2 separate regions of the Mus musculus genome follow, and region 2 is linked to region 1. Evidence: chromatin contacts called from public promoter capture Hi-C data. All regions are on one chromosome and are shown on one strand. Each heading gives the region's core, a stretch centred on a gene start, on an enhancer-like site or on the middle of the called end of the contact. The rest is flanking DNA. Distances are from core to core; before and after follow the strand shown. Region 1 overlaps Thumpd1 (THUMP domain containing 1). Region 2 holds the start of Vwa3a (von Willebrand factor A domain containing 3A).

Region 1 (2,999 bases), core at 261-2,760:
CTATACTATCTAAGCTATACTAAGATCCAGGTAGGTATGTCACACTCTATCTTCCTTTTCTTTTGTTTTCTTTTCTTCTTCTTCTTTTTTTCTCTTTTCTTTTTGGTTTTTTTTTTTTTTTTTTTTTGAGACAGGGTTTCTCTGTATAGCCCTGGGTGTCCTGGAACTCACTTTGTAGACCAGGCTGGCCTTGAACTCAGAAATATGCCTGCCTCTGCCTCCCGAGTACTGGGATTAAAGCTGTGCGCCACCACACCTGGCCCTATTTTTCTTAAACGGTTATCTTTTCTTCTCCCCTATTACTTGGATGAAGTTTGTAGGTAAACCAAAAGAGAGCACCTTTCATGGTTCCCGGGCATTCCCATCAACCCAGGGTTGTCTGGGCCACCTTTCCACTGGGCACTGACATCAGCCTTTCTTTTCCTAATCAGGAACATCACTTCTCCAATTAACCCTACTGTCATGTGTGTTAGGGTTCTAAAATCCAAACCACCCAAGCAGGCACAAGGGTCCAGCAAAGCATGATCTTTATTTGAATTAGGCAGCAAGAACCAACCAGTCAGGGACAACAGCACAGACTTGGGAGCCTAGTGCATGTTCAAATGTCCATCTCAGTAAGGATGTAAACAGATGACAAAATGTACTCAGGGTGATACTGATGGATCAGGGACACAGGGGCTAAACTGCATCCCTAAACCAGGATGTTTCAGAGTGTTTAAGCCCATGTATATGTGTGTATATGAGCACACCTGGCTGTTAGAGGACAGTTGCCAAGTTGGCTTCCCTCTTTTCACCATGTGGGGTCCTGGGATCTTCAGACTTGGGAGCAAATGCTTTTTCCAGCTGAGTTGGCTTGTTGGTCCAGAAAGAGGTTTTTTTTAAATTCTTGAGTTACTTCTACAATCCATCACACATTGTGTGTGTGTGTGGATGAGATAATCTTTTTGGAACAAAACTGCTTTTGTCTCAATCGTTTTGTTCAGAAGCAAGAAATGTAACGTTCCTGTCAAAACCAGGGGTATGCAGAACATCTTACCAATTGGTCACTCTCACATGTTAGGACATCCGTGTCTAACAGAGGCAAGGAGAAAGAGATGAATACAGTAGCTCTAGTATTAATATAGACACATTTTACAACTTAGTGTTTAATGCTCTCACGGTGCCAGGGTCTGCCTTCACTGAGTCCCTTCTGTTCCTCATGGTAATATGGTAGACTCCAGTGACTCCTGAGAAACCTAATAAGGACAATAAATGTCATGTTCTGCTGATGGCACGACCTCCGTTCTTTAAACAGCGACTAGCACGATAAACCTTAACTTTAAAACAAACAAATATGAACGGGTAAATAAACCATTTCTTTGTGAGCACGTTTTACACTCTGCTGGAGTTCAAAATCTACGTTTACGTCCAGAGCCCACTTGGAAGCTGTTGTCACTTTATGCGAGGACTGGGCGGCACCGGAGCCACCGGAAGGCGGCGTGCAGGACCGCTTGGGCAAACTGTCGCGTACGTGTGACGCAATCACCCCGCGTCCGCGCAGACGAAGACGCCAAGGAACGTGGATAGTAGGAAGCATGGCGACCACCGCCCAGCAGTCCCCTCAGCCTGTTGCCGGAAAGCGCAAAGGCAAATCCCAGTTCCTGCCGGCCAAGCGGGCCCGACGCGGTGACGCAGGCGGCCCGCGGCAGCTGGAGCCCGGCCTGCAGGGCATCCTCATCACCTGCAACATGAACGAGCGCAAGTGCGTGGAGGAGGCCTACAGCCTGCTCAACGAGTACGGCGACGACATGTACGGGCCGGAAAAGGTACGAGCCTTGGGGAGAGCGAGCCGCCCGTGGGCTCTTCTGGGGTGCGGAGGCGGCAGTTGCTTCAAAGCGCCAGTACAGTGCTTGAATGACCCCGCTTACCTTCCCGCCCCTAAAGTGGCTACTATTGCGGTCATGTGCCTGGTGGGCGTGGGCCTCCGGGCTGGCTCTTTAGGCTTTCTTGACATCACTAACGACAGTGACTCCCACGTCTCGATTGCCTTCTGTGGACCAGGGAGTGTGCTAAAACCCGTTCGGATGTGTACCTCTCGCGTCAGTGCGAAGTTGCTACAAGCTAAGATCTGAGATAGTGAAAGGGATGCTATTTTCCAAGTGCCCTTGAAAATACATTTCAGATCTCATCCTATGGCGGTTTGGCAGCCCCAATATTATTTGGCTTAGATCCCGGATACACCTGCACACTCTGAAGTGTGGAGAAAGATAGTGTAGCAGGCCCCACTACTAGAGAGGAGGGGGGCAGAATAGGAATTTGTAAAGGCTCCTTCAGTGTACACAATTATTTTTATTACCTGATTGAAAATGACCTTGGTAGGACAGGACCCTGTCTATGCTGGTGCCTCGTGCAAGTTCCCTTTTTGTGGAGCCCCTTTTGTTTTTGACAGAAGACTTTGCTGGCTACCTCAGGTTGGCCTCAGCTCCCCAGGTGTAGGGATTGCAAGCACCGGCCACTGCTTTGTGTGCTCTCTTTCTTATAGTGGGAGTAAGGGATTTTATTTAGTTCTCTCATACATTTGGTTCTAATCCTATCACAGCCACATTGCCTGCCTGCCACTATCCAGATGGGTCTGAAAGCATTTTCAGATGACACATACCACACACAGGGAATTAATTTATTTATTTATTTATCTATCTATTATATGTAAGTACACTGTAGCTGTCTTCAGACACACCAGAAGAGGGCATCAGATCTCATTACGGGTGGTTGTGAGCCACCATGTGGTTGCTGGGATTTGAATTTCGGACCTTCGGAAGAGCAGTCGGGTGCTCTTACCCACTGAGCCATCTCACCAGCCCGGGGAATTTATTTCTTAATGTACATTTTGGAAGTTGTATTTTATTAATCTAATAAAGAAATTTATTTGTCAACATTGAGACCTCTGCCACTGGGGGTTTCACATAAGTAGTTAATTACAGCATTTGAACATGAGGTGTTCTGTAATTTTTGCCTGTTGG
Region 2 (2,999 bases), core at 315-2,814, 1.0 Mb before region 1:
ACCTTCCCAGTTGGTTAACATCTGAATCTAAGAAACTCTCAAATATTTAATTCATGAAAAGCCCATAGGCAATCTAGAGGGCTAACATTTTTTATACTTACTTATGTATTTATTTAGCGTATGTGTGTGTATGTGCGTATATGTGTACCTGCAGGCACACGCCACAATGTACCTGTATTCAAAGGACAGCTTGGAGGAGGTTCTTTCCTTCCACCATGTGGGTCCCAGGAATCAACAAGGTTGTCAGGTTGATGACAAATGCCTTTATTTGCTGAGCAAGCTCATTGACCCAGGGCCTGTTTATTGTTATTGTAGATTTCAAATTTTATTTTTATGTGCATGATTTAATTTTTAAAGAAGATTTATGTACTTAATGTTTGAGCATCTCACCTGCATGTATATATGTATGTGTATCACGTGTGTGCCTGGTGCTGGAGGAGGCCAGAGGAGGGCAGTAGGTCCCTGGAAACTGAGCCTGGGTCCCATGGAGGAGCAGCCGGTGCTCTTACCTGCTGAGCCATCTTCCTAGCGCCTAGGCCTTGTTATCTAACTACAGTTACTCCACTGCTCCTGTGCAGTCCATGTTACCAGAGTGAGCCATCGCTCTTGCATAGAACCCTGCCAAGTTCCTGGTAACTCTGGGACCCAAGAGTTACCAAGGCTCACCATTCTTTCAGAACAACTCCTTGCTTCTCAACCCCACCCGTCACCCGCTCTGCTCCTTGGAAACCTCTACACACACACACACACACACACACACACACACTTCACTAACCATCCTCAAGCTGTGCTTACTTCTACAAACATCCTTAACCCCCTGTCTGCCAAGAAACCCCAGAATCCTACGTGTTACCCCACAGTGGAAACTCTATGGAAGTCCTGCTGTCTCCACACTGTTTCAGATCCTCAGCACCAAGTACAGAAATCTTTCTCTTTTGGCCAATGCTCAACCATTCTCTCTCCCCACTTGCCAACCCTTGTGACACTCACCTCCATCTGCATTTCTTCATTTACATCTCCATCTTTGGGAGAAGGCACAGCAGGACCTCTCTGCTCCAAGCTCCTCCAAACAAACGCTATAGAGCAGCTTGCCTGTGAGATAAGTGTTAGCTGGTCTCCAAGGTAACAGACTGCACCACGCCAGCTTGGGGCAGGGAAAGGCAAAGAGCTTGCTCACCCCAGGGATAAAGGGGCTCCTTGACTGTTGCAAGTCCCTCTGTCAGGTTAATCTGTGTTTCTTTTCCTGATAAAGGCAGGATGTGACCTGCTTTTCTACTTTTAGAACCTCTGGGTCAGCCAGGTCTATGTATGGTTTAGGCCAGTGGAGCCCTGTTGCCTGCTGCCTTCTTGTGGCCGGAATGGAGGAACAATGCAAGGGAAGCCCAAGAGCCTTCCTCTTCAGTTCCCCTGAGGATTGGGAAGCAGCCCTAGGAGATCTGGCAGCACCAGGCCAACGCCCAGCTGGAGTCAGCAGGTCAGTGTCTCCGCAGCCAGGTGCTACAAAGGTCATTCACTCCAGCAGTTCCCAAACCCAGGGACTCAAGAGGACTCACCTGTGTGGTCTGGTCTCATTCAGGAGAGTAGCCCGGGATTGTGCTGCAGTGCAGCAGGACCCTTTAACAATGGCCTCAAGTGATTGTGATGTAACTAGCACTTGGCACACAGTTTCACACTCCTTGGCACCTTTCTACAGACACAGAGATGAGGGGCTCCACCCAGGGTCCCCCAGCTAGCAAGTGGCTAAGCTCTTCTCATTCCAGACACCCTTAAGTTGGTCTTCATTTCCGGAACCTTTTGCTCCGGAAGCTGGAACTCCGGTGACTTGGGGACTTGTCTTTGAGGTGCTCATTCCAGGCCAGATCAAAAACAACCAAACTTCCCAAATAGAAAATGGTAATTGTCAGGCTCTGTGGGTTGCAAATGCCCTGTGCAAATTCAGGGCATGTAGCACTCTTGCCAACACCAACAAGGCGGGCAAGGGGCAGGTCAGAAAGGCTTGAGGGGACGACAGGATGACAGTGCTATGAGATGTGATGTGAATGAAGGTCAGGAGCACATGTGCCCATCTTGAGGGGAATCCTAGGTGGGAGGTCACGGGTACAGAATTTCAAGGCCAGCTTATATTCTGTGAGGCCCTAGATACAAGGGTTGGGTGGGGGTGGAAGCTGGTTAACTTTTTGGCATTGTTTTTTGAAACGTAAGGGTCCCAGAAAGGCATTTCCCCATCTCCCTTGCTTCTGAGATACACAGGGTTTTCGGTGTTTTGTTTTGTTTTCCCTTTTTAACATTTCAAGGGAAGCCTTCTTTCATTGAGCCCACTAAGCACATTCTGGATCCACCTGAGCTACAAGGAAAGCCAGGATGGCTTATGGAGACCACAGGAGAGGGAGAGGAGAAAGCTGTGTGTCAGGCTTGTGATGTGCAGCCACTCCTGCCTCAGCCACCCAAGGGTAGGGACTGCAAGCACACGTCACCACACCCAGCAGCAAACCTTTTGTAGATCTCTAGAGTGTGGCTCTTGTTGAGTATCAAAGCACAACAGGGATGTCTGTTTTCCTTTCCTTTGGTTTTAGTTTTAGTTTTTTGAAACAGGGTTTCTTTGTGTAGTCCTGGCTGTCCTGGAACTCAATCTTGAACTCAGAGTACTGAGATGAAAGGCATGTATGTCTGTCTGCCTGGGTAGGTGTATCTGTTTTCTTACCATTAGTTCTTTGGAGCTGGTAGGGTCTGTTCATCCCTCTCTGGTCACTCTTTTAAAAGCTCTCACCTGGTAACATCATGGGATGTATGTTGGAGGGATTAACTTGTATTTTCCTTTATTGCAAACGGAGCAGGTGCTCCTTGTGAGGTGGAGAAGCAGCATGAAGTCAACTGCGTTTTAAATTCCTGACTAAGAGAGGCTGCCAAAGGACGGGAGGAGGGCAGGGGAGGGATGTGTTTAAAGTCAAGCACAGGGGAGTGTACCGAGCTCCTGTGAATTAAGAGAAACTCAAACTAGC

The links. Promoter capture Hi-C pulls out the DNA fragments that hold promoters and counts their contacts.
Region 2: a promoter capture Hi-C map of 3T3-L1-derived adipocytes shows a contact between it and region 1, with 5 times the contacts expected there. The contact joins the promoter of Vwa3a here to the enhancer-like site in region 1. A contact is called at or near these places in 5 of 39 promoter capture datasets (3T3-L1-derived adipocytes, frontonasal cranial neural crest, liver and 2 more), 2 of 115 datasets of contacts at active chromatin or transcription factors (astrocytes and large pre-B cells) and 2 of 9 other capture datasets (adipose tissue and liver).

The regions. Positions count from the first base shown.
Region 1 is chr7:119,719,317-119,722,315 of GRCm38.p6, reverse strand. Thumpd1 (THUMP domain containing 1) reads left to right here. Exons shown (of 5, transcript NM_145585.3): 2 at 1,412-1,805. The coding sequence starts at 1,575. Among named protein-coding and RNA genes, the nearest start is that of Thumpd1, 2.8 kb to the left of the region's middle. Within about 2 kb of position 1,510, at least 339 of the 459 cell types and tissues checked have an H3K27ac peak or open chromatin away from gene starts, as enhancers often do. A contact at or near this core is called in 3T3-L1-derived adipocytes, adipose tissue, astrocytes and 2 more, where this site is marked.
Region 2 is chr7:120,738,122-120,741,120 of GRCm38.p6, reverse strand. It overlaps Vwa3a (von Willebrand factor A domain containing 3A), which reads right to left and starts at 1,564. Exons shown (of 34, transcript NM_177697.3): 1 at 1,178-1,564; 2 at 991-1,092. The coding sequence starts at 1,010.